Linked DNA regions of Mus musculus: region 1 is linked to region 2. Evidence: chromatin contacts called from public promoter capture Hi-C data. All regions are on one chromosome and are shown on one strand. The core of a region is the stretch at or near the end of the contact, and the rest is flanking DNA. Distances in the headings are between cores, read along the strand shown. Region 1 holds the start of Mfsd2b (major facilitator superfamily domain containing 2B). Region 2 holds the start of Cenpo (centromere protein O).

Region 1 (4,785 bases), core at 1,465-3,964, 640 kb after region 2:
TATGGGGAAGTGAGAATTAAAAAAACAGAATTATAAACCCTGACCTCTAAGTCATTCCAGGGGGAAGTTCTTCCTTACCCCCAGGCCCCATGCTTCCTGCTACAGTCACTTTCTGTACTGAGTCAGTGATCAGAGTGAACTGTAGGTCCCAGTGTAATTTTGAATAAACCCACTTATACTTGTAGGATTTGTTTTCCTCTTCTGTCACCTGCAGTTACCTGCCAGCTTCATAAGGATGTTGTGATGACCGAATGAAAGTGGCTCTGAGAATCGGTCGTTTGATGTTTGGGTTTTTATATTACATTTATTTTGTGTATGAACCACAGCACACATGTGGAGGTCACATTATGATCTCTCCTTCCTCCATGGGGACTCTAGGTATCAAACTCAGGTCATCAGACATGGTGACAGGTACCTCTACCCACTCAGTTGTCCGGTGTTTATGACTTTTGCAAGCTACCTGTTGAGCCCCTGGCATCAGCTATGATGGGGGTGTGTATGTTGCAGACACCAGCAAACCTTACAAATGAGAGCTCTCCCCCTTTCTTCTGGAAAGGCTGATTATCAAAACAGCAGTATCACCAACTAGTGTGAATGTCTGGAATGTGGAATTTCACAGTCCCTCAGCCATCCAGTGGAGTCAACAAACAGCCCCACATAGTCTACACGGCTTGCTACTATCCCGGTATGAAAACCAGCTCTGAACCCCATTTGCCACATTGCATTAAATAGCACTGTTTGCTGTAGCTCAGGCCACAAACCTTGGTCACCTTGGTTCCTCTTTTGCAGTCCCCCTGCCACAGCTATCAGGTGAGCCCCTAAGTGGCTCCTTTGCAGCCATCCCACTCTCCTGCAGTGGGCAGTGTTCTTTGACTATAAAGCAGACCATGGCTGTTCTCTGCTTAAAACCCACAACTTGCCTTTCTTGTCTAGCGAATGCCCAAGTCCTCAAGACAGCCTGCAGGAGCCCACTCCACGTCTATTCTGCCTCTCCTTTCAATAGCTTTTTTTTTTTTTGTTGTTGGTGGGAGTTTCTTATTGTTCAAACCCCTTGAGACCATTGCTTTTTTTTCTCTGGAAAGTATGTCTGTGTCTTTTAAGAGCTGACTGCTCACCATTCGGGTATGAGTTTAGAGGCATTCCTGACACCCCAGGTTGCCCAGCTGGCTGGTATACTCTCGATTACTTCCCACCCCTCCCCAGCGCTATGTAAGTAAGCCCTTTCACTCACTGTGGAGCCTCTAGTTCCCAAGCGGACAGTAGGTGCTCAATGTTTCTAAGCAGTGAATGGCTATGAGGATGCTGTAAAGTAATCTTCAACTAAGGCTAGGAATCATTTTATTTTTTTCATCCTTTGGGGGCAGAGTGGGGTGGGAGGGAGTGTGGACTTCGTCCATTTCAGTATCTTGTAGACACCACCACAGGCAGGCTGTGAGGAAGGGAAAGGTCTTCCTAGATAAGGCATATCACAAACTTCACACATTTCCTACCCTAGGAGAAAAACCACACTCAAGGCTGGATGTATTCTTCTTCTGACATCTGTGTGGACATCATTGCAACTGCCAGAAAAACTTTACAGGCAGAATCCAGTGTGAGCGGATTCCCATCCTTTAATGAGTCTCTTGTTTACCCTAAATGGGCCTGTGGAGGTTTGAGATAATAGAAAGGCCGTTACAACAAACTCCAGCTGAAACTGACATGAGACAGACTCACACACTGAGTGATGCTGGGTCTCCTTACCCCATCAGCCCCATAGAGTCCATGGAATCTACACTACACTACATGGAGCGAACAAACTGGCTGTGTGACCTGCGGAACTTGTTGCTTGATAAGCAAAATGAAGACATGCACCTCATAGCATTATTAACGTAGTCAAACACTGCTGCTTCATGGCAGTCTTAGGTTTCTTTTCCTTTTTCCATTAATATCACATATCACCTCAGTTCTCTAAATTCTGGGAGAGGTGAGGTCCCACCCCACCCCCAGTACCATCTTACCATCTGAGATCTGCAGCCACCGGGCCATGTCTCTTACTCATCCACTTTTCCTAACTGTTAAGGCGATAGCTCTAATTATATTTCCCAGAACATCAAGAAATCTTCCTGCCTTAGCCTCCCCAGTCAGGTACTGAGACTACAGGCACACCTAGGCACGGGGTCTCCCAACTGAGGGCCACTTTTTGCCACGAAGAGAACGCAGAGGGTCTAAGGACCTTGGGTTCCCATCTCCCCTCTACCCAAATCTCTCAAGCCCCTGCCTGGGCATCCGGAGAATCCTCTAAGGAGAACTTGGTACCTGGCGAGCACCACAATTTCGGAGGGAGGCTAAGTCAACCGGAGCTACCAGGAGTTTGGGGAAAGGAGGCAGCTCCCTTCGCTGGGCTAAGAAGCCTCCAGGAGGATCTGCAGTCAGGACACTGGAGATCTGGTCCTTCCAGCCTGCCTACTTGAATAAAGCTGTGTTACTTCACACTAGGACTTGGGATGCCTTCCTATTTTCTCTGGGGTGTCCCAGTGGCGCCAAACCACACACTACCCAACAACTGGACAAAGTGCTGTGGTAGGTTCTTCCCTGCTCTTGGGAGCGCTGAGTAGCCCGGCTTCCCTCTTCCCACCCTGACGCTCACCGAGCCTGGCTCCTGGGTGTGAGGCTCTGCGACAGGAGCGGGGGTGGGTCCATGGGGCACCGACATCCCGTGGCTGTTAAGCTCCGACTGCTGCCGCAGCGCAGTCACTATCGGGAGGGTGGATCTGGCCAAGTGGGCGTGGTCCCATTGTGCAGGCAGCCCGCCCTCCGGGAGCTCTAGTAGCCGCGTGCCACCTGAGGCAGCAGTGTGGGGATACCCAGGACCTCGAAGCTTCGGGTCCTCCTCTCCAAGGAGGAACTCCAATCTCCATACACCTGGGAAAAAGCGGTCAAGTCCTCAGGGACGATCTTGTTTGTTTCTTGGCAGACATGTTGTAGACAGAAACCCTCAGCTAACCCCGCCTTGGGTGAAAGCCAGCAAATAAACCTATTTAAATAAAGCACTTCACTTGTCCAGATTAAAACTGTGGCTGAGTGGACTCAGCCCGAACTACACATTTCCCAGGCTTTTCCTATAGGGGACTTGCAACTACAGCTGTGCCACCAAGTCCTGGAGGGTGAATGAAGTGTGGTGGGTGTGATAGCTCACCCAGGACATACTTTCAAAAGGCAAAAGACCACACTGTATAAACACCTAACAAGAAAATAGTGTGACTATCCTTCCTTGTATTATCAGACTACTGAAACAATGGGTCCCAGAAATTAGTCGACCCCTACCCCCAAGGGGGGAAAAAAACCCAAAACCCAAAAAATTCCTCCTAGGAGTAAAGGGGCTGGGCAGCCAACTTTTTTTTTTTTTTTTTCCAAGACAGGGTTTCTCTGTGTAGCCTTGGCTGTCCTGGAACTCACTTTGTAGACCAGGCTGGCCTCGAACTCAGAAATCCCCCTGCCCCTGCCTCCTAAGTGCTAGGATTAAAGGCGTGCGTCACCACGCCCGGCTAGGGCCAGCCAACTTAAGAGAAAGATTTCCAATGTGTCAACTTTGATGTGCTGCGGCGTTACATTCTCTTGGAGATGGACTTCGGAGGCCACTGGATCTTTGGATTCCTCTCCTCGGTGTGCTTGGTATGGTCTGCTCACCCCACCCCACCCCCAAAATAGCTTTAGCCATTTTGTTTCATACCTGTCAATCACCAACACAGAGAAGTGACTTGGCTCAAGGCCATGCTAACCACATACCCTGTTTTGTGTTTTGTTCTGTATATTTTGAATGTTCTATATGAGGTTTGCTGATCTTAAGAGATTAAAAAATAAAAAGGAAAGAGAGAAAAGAAAAAGAAATTCCACAAAGCATTACATGGCCATCAAAGTTCAATATTAACTGTTATATCTGAAATAGCTAGAGTCAGAGCTGACCATGAGGCAGCCCTTCCTGCACCTCCCTATGAGCTCATACATACATATGTGAGCACTGCATGTACGTATGTGGTTTTTGTTGCTGCTACTAATAAACCAAAAGTTATAATTCTTGTGCTGCTATCCCAAAGCTCTGCAATTCTCCTGCACCCATCCACTAACCCCTTTACCTAACCCAGGACCAATCAGCCTAAAGGTTAGCTGATAACACTTTGCTTAGTGAGCCAACTGCTCCCCTCCCTGCTCTTTAAACCTTTGAACCTGGTTTTTCCTGTAAAAAGTCTACTCTGAGAGATTAGTACCGCAATTAGGCTCCCGCAGTCCTGTCGGCGGTCCTGGACGTCCAGCATTAAGGTGTGCGTTCAGTAAACTAATCTTGCTTAACTGAGATCACTTTGTATGGTGTACGTGGAGATTCCTGAACCCCAACAGTGCCCACACTGAATACATCTCCCTTCTTGCCTTTCACTATTCATTTGACTCTTTGAATTGGTGCGTGGAGGGTGGATGACTCAAACCCGGTTTGCTGGGAAACAGGCTGTGACCATAAGTCTGGCAACAAGAGGTTAATGCACATATTAGTTAGACAACTGTTCCTTAGGACACAGCACAACTGCACTGCAGTGAAATGAAAAACTCTGTGCTGCAAATAATTACAACATATGTATATAAGGTAAACATGTCCTCCCAAGTGTAGAACAAATTATAAAGCACTTGTATTGGGATATACAAATAACCAAAAAAAAATCTCATTTTAAAGACATATAGATGAACCATAAGCACATAATAAGGACATGATCGATCGTATTGGGTGTAGCAGTGCTGCCTTTCTTAGAGGCAGGG
Region 2 (4,692 bases), core at 67-2,566:
ACCTCCCTAGAGAAGTCCAATGCTTCACCTCATGTAACTAGTTTCCTTAAGCAGATCCAATATTTACTTTGCAGGGTTCACAAGAATATACATTCACAAAAATCCTTTCTTCATTTGTCTTGGGACAGCCCAGACCTGGCTCATTCATCTATCCAGCCAAGGCTAGACATCAAATTACTAGTGTATAGCTCCTTTAAAAAACAAACAAACCAACTTGCATAAGATCAAGAGAGAGCCACAGTAGGCAGCATGTTGGCCCTTCACTTGCTTTTCTTCCCGTTACTGACTCCTGACTTCTTTTATTTCCTCTGGAGCCTGAGCACAGCAGTTCCTTCTCTCTGCTGTATTTAGTTCCTCTCCAAGTTCACACGATAAGCAGTGGTAATTGCCAAGCAGAGAGAGAAAACCAACATAATCATAACTAAATGTTTCAATCTTTTGGATTGGAGATGACAAGGGAACTGGAGAATAATTGACCTGTCGAAGTTTGATGATTATTCACAAACTTTCACTCGTCACTTGTTTAGCCAGGTGTGCTGACACACAGAAGGGCAAGTTACTGGCAAATTTGGGATTACATAGTAATTTAGTTCTAGGGTATGGATTATACTTGATTGCAACATATTTTTAACAATTAAGTCATCAAACTTTTAGTTTTTAGTAACAATTTCAACCCACATGATGCTTTCACATTAAGTTTTGTTTAAAGGAGAAAGAAAATGAGGCAGAACTATAATGTGTCCAAGCCACAAAATTTCCTAAGATAGAGCCCTGAATCAAATCCATATCTAATCGCCAAAGTTACTGCCTTACAGTGTCCCTTCCTTTGCAATAAAGTCTGGAAACACTGTGGTACAGAGAAAGCCAAACCCCTTTGAATACCTCCTTTGCACTTCCTGCCTGGACACAAAGTATTTGCAGACTCCATCTCCTCTTCGGGTTCTCAAGTGTTTTTTCTTACGATGCTGGACGTACAAGGCAGGGTTAACATGGACCCGAACGTCCTTAACTGTAAATAGTAAAAGACACGCAATCACCAATCTATTGCCACTATTGCCTGACAGTCCCGGGATAAGCAAAGTGTCCCCGCTGGCGTCCCTTACCTTGGACTGGTCAGCCCTGTCCACGCCTACCTCACCGCCGTGGCCACTATGGTCCAGCCGGGCTTCCTCGAACACCCAAAGAAGCTGTACAGTAATGCTAATCTGTCTACCACTGGGTCTTGCTTTCTCGCCAAAGCTCCCTCACTCAGGATGCAGTTTAAGAATTCCCGCCGAGAGCAACTGAAGTAACAACGTAACCCACTGATCCCAGAGTGCTTTGTGCTTCCGCCGTACACGAACATGGTGGCGCCCAGCAGCTCCACACTAATCCCAGCATGCACCGCAAGGTACGTCCGGCCAGTCTGATGATCAGGAAGATGGCATGCTCTGGGGTGGAGCCACAGATCCTTGTACAGTACTTAGTATTACGAAAGGATCTATCTCAGGCTCCCTTTTCCTGGCCCACCGGCGCACTGGTAGCGCAGGCTTGTCACGCCGCCACAGCAGCCTTGCACCTTCATCGAGACCATCCGCACACGGCAGCTTATCTCCGGGAGCTGGGGCGCATGCGCAAGGTGGTTCTCGAGGTGAGGCGTGGGGAGTATCCGGAGGGACCCTAAACGGGGGTGGGGTGCCGAGGCCGGAAGTAGATCTGCTCTTGGGCCCAACCCTTAGCTTCCGGAAGTACGTGTGGCATGATTGTAGGAGGGATCACTAAGAGTTTGGGAATGGTCTGCGCTACGCAGTGAACCTTCCCTTTGGCAGAGCATGACTGTGAAGAACCGACGCAGACCCTGCTATCACAGCGTTCACCAGAAATTGGTTGTTCCAGTGTCCCTTAGATCCCTGGGAACGAAGCTGGGGAAAGCGTGGCGCTTATGCCTGTGCACCAATCTGCCTTTTAAAACTGGGCCTAGCCGGGCGAGGTGGCGCACGCCTTTAATCCCAGCACTTGGGAGGCAGAGGCAGGCAGATTTCTGAGTTCGAGGCCAGCCTGGGCTACAAAGTGAGTTCCAGAACAGCCAGGGCTATACAGAGAAACCCTGTCTCAAAAAAAAAAAAAAAAAAAAAAAAAAAAAGAAAGAAAAAGAAAAAAGCTGGGCCTAAAATTAGCACTGCCTTAATATTGTTAGTAAGAAATAGAGGCTGTTTATTTAAAAGGAGAAATGCTCAGTGAGTGGGGAAAAGGAGTATGTTTTTCAGAAGCTCTGAGTCTCAAGTCTCCTAACTGACATTTACATAGCACCTGCTTCTCTAGAGAAATCTTTATCCAGGAAAACACTGGCAAAGGGGTGAGAGTGGAGGAACAATGGCCAAAGGGACCAACGTGCCAACCTACATCTGTGTTCAACTTTCTGAGGGGTCCTTTCCCATCTTGGTGATTTACATACGCATTTGATTAACCCTTTTTTAAAGATCTACTTAAATTCTGTGTAGGTGTGTGTGTCTGTGGGACATATGCACATGGGTGCAGACGTGTAGGTGTGTGTGTCTGTGGGACGTATGCACATGGGTGCAGACGTGTAGGTGTGTGTGTCTGTGGGACGTATGCACATGGGAGGACAGAGTAGGATGTAGGCTCTTCTGCAGTTATAGGCAGTGAGAACATCCCACTGTGGGTTCTAGGAACTGAACTCTGGTCCTCTGGACACGGAGCATCTCCTCAGCTCCTGGACTAACTCTTAAGGGTTAGGACCATATGATATTCTTTACCAGAAAGCCTTCTCCTAGATCTCCTGGAATTTAAAAAAGTTGTATTTGTATCCAGGTCAAGATCCTGTTGGCCTTAGATCCTATTCTGCTGACCAAAAAGCATATAATAGGGTAGATGAAAAGGGTTGGTGAGATGGCTCATTGGGTAAAGGCATATGCCACCAAGTCTGACAACCCTAGTTCTATCCCTGGACTCACTTGATGGGAAGAAAAAAAAAACAAAAACAAATCTTACAAGTTATTCTCAGTGTGCATGCATAATATAATATTCTAGTTTGCTTTTTGTTGCTGAGAAAAATACCATGGCCAAAAAAAAATCAACTTGGGAAGGAAAGGATTTATTACACCTTACAGGTTACATCAATCATCTAGAGAAGCCAAAGCAGGAACTTAAGGCAGAAATCTTGAAGCAGAAACCACAGAGGAACACTGTTTACTGGCTCTCCTGACCTTCAACTATTTTACTTATACACTTAAGGCCAATTTGCCTAGGGATGGTACTGCCCACAGTGGACTGAGCCCTCTTATATCAAATAGTTGAGAGATGTGTCCTGCATCAACTTAGGCTTGGGCCTGAGGGGATGAGAGAGGGAGAAGGAAAGTATATGTAATTTTAGAAGTCTTCCCAGTGGTCAGCTGAGTCACAGATAGCTTAAGGGTGAAGGTGAGCTGCAGTAGGCGCCAGCCATAGGGAACTAGAAACTATATAGCAGAATTCAATACAAAAAAGAGAATTGCATTTTATTAACAGGGTATCGAGCCTCCTTCTCAGCCCCTTCCTAGCCACTTCTGTAAGATCCTAAAAAAAGGAAATAGCAAACCAATGGGCACAACTGTTGCTCTACAGTTCTTTGGTGGAGCCACAGCTCCAGTTACAGAGCCCGTCCCCACTCTTGTGACCTTCTGACACTTCCTAAATGGGTCATTCAGTCTGTGTTGTGTGTTCTGCAACTTGTAGGCTGCTGATGAGACCACCTTGAAGGAGCTGGCTGAGACCCTGCAGCAGAAGAACATTGACCACACGCTGTGGCTGGAGCAGCCGGAGAACATTGCCACATGCATAGCCCTGAGGCCATACCCCAAGGAAGAAGTGAGCCAGTATTTGAAGAAGTTCCGATTGTTCAAGTGACTGTAGTTCTGGGAGAACTGAAAGTCAGCTGGGTCTGGGGAGCCAAATGGCCACCATCCTGAAGCATTGTGGGTTCCTTTCAATGTTGTTATACTCTTCCCCTCTAGTTATGGTGGTTTCTTAAGAACCAGCACAAATTCAAATTAAAGCTCTCATTAATAAGCACCTACTACTATCATCATTATCATCATTGCCACTAAGTTCAAGTGAGGAGAGTGGATAAGCATCACTATTATCTGTGGGTCATCGCTGACACACAATATGTTTTCTGTTGGGAATAATGGACTTCAGGTCACTCAGGTTTAAAATGTTGCCTTTGAGTTCCTTACCTCCCCTCCCTCTCTCTGCTCCCCATTTCCCTCTTCTTTCCTTGATGTCCCATGACTGGCCTCCAGTCTCTGGTGCCATAATAGAATGCTTCTTTTCTTCCTCTTTCCTGACACCTAACACATCACCTTCACAAAGTCTTCCAGCCAAGAATTACTCCCCTCCCTAAACATCTGTACATGACAAGTTTGTACAATAATTCTTACCATTTATTCTCTCTCAATGAATGCTGACCATCCAGTGGCTGGGCAGAAGAGAGAATAAGGGTGGGACTTCTACCATCCAAGGGACTGGGAGAGAGGAAGCGAGTTGTAGATCTGACACGGGGAAAGAGAAGTGAGTTCTTGAGAGTTCAGCAAAAACCAGAAGTATTATTGCTATGTTGGCTGTGAGGTAGCCAGATTAGCTTAGGGGGTTCAGACAGATCATTTGACTGCCCCAGGTGAAGTTTGGAAACAAATCTTGGTTTCTCTGTGTCAT

The links. Promoter capture Hi-C pulls out the DNA fragments that hold promoters and counts their contacts.
Region 1: a contact with region 2 is called in a promoter capture Hi-C map of liver, with 5 times the contacts expected there. The contact joins the promoter of Mfsd2b here to the promoter of Cenpo in region 2. A contact is called at or near these places in 3 of 39 promoter capture datasets (hippocampal neurons and liver), 2 of 115 datasets of contacts at active chromatin or transcription factors (acute myeloid leukemia and bone marrow-derived macrophages) and 1 of 9 other capture datasets (liver).

The regions. Positions count from the first base shown.
Region 1 is chr12:4,871,645-4,876,429 of GRCm38.p6, forward strand. Mfsd2b (major facilitator superfamily domain containing 2B) reads right to left here and starts at 2,715. Exons shown (of 14, transcript NM_001033488.2): 1 at 2,627-2,715. The coding sequence starts at 2,692.
Region 2 is chr12:4,232,649-4,237,340 of GRCm38.p6, forward strand. Cenpo (centromere protein O) reads right to left here and starts at 1,317. Exons shown (of 7, transcript NM_134046.6): 1 at 1,104-1,317; 2 at 883-1,009. The coding sequence starts at 928. It overlaps Ptrhd1 (peptidyl-tRNA hydrolase domain containing 1), which reads left to right and starts at 1,365. Exons shown (of 2, transcript NM_001204912.2): 1 at 1,365-1,630; 2 at 3,715-4,692. The coding sequence starts at 1,379. The coding sequence ends at 3,885.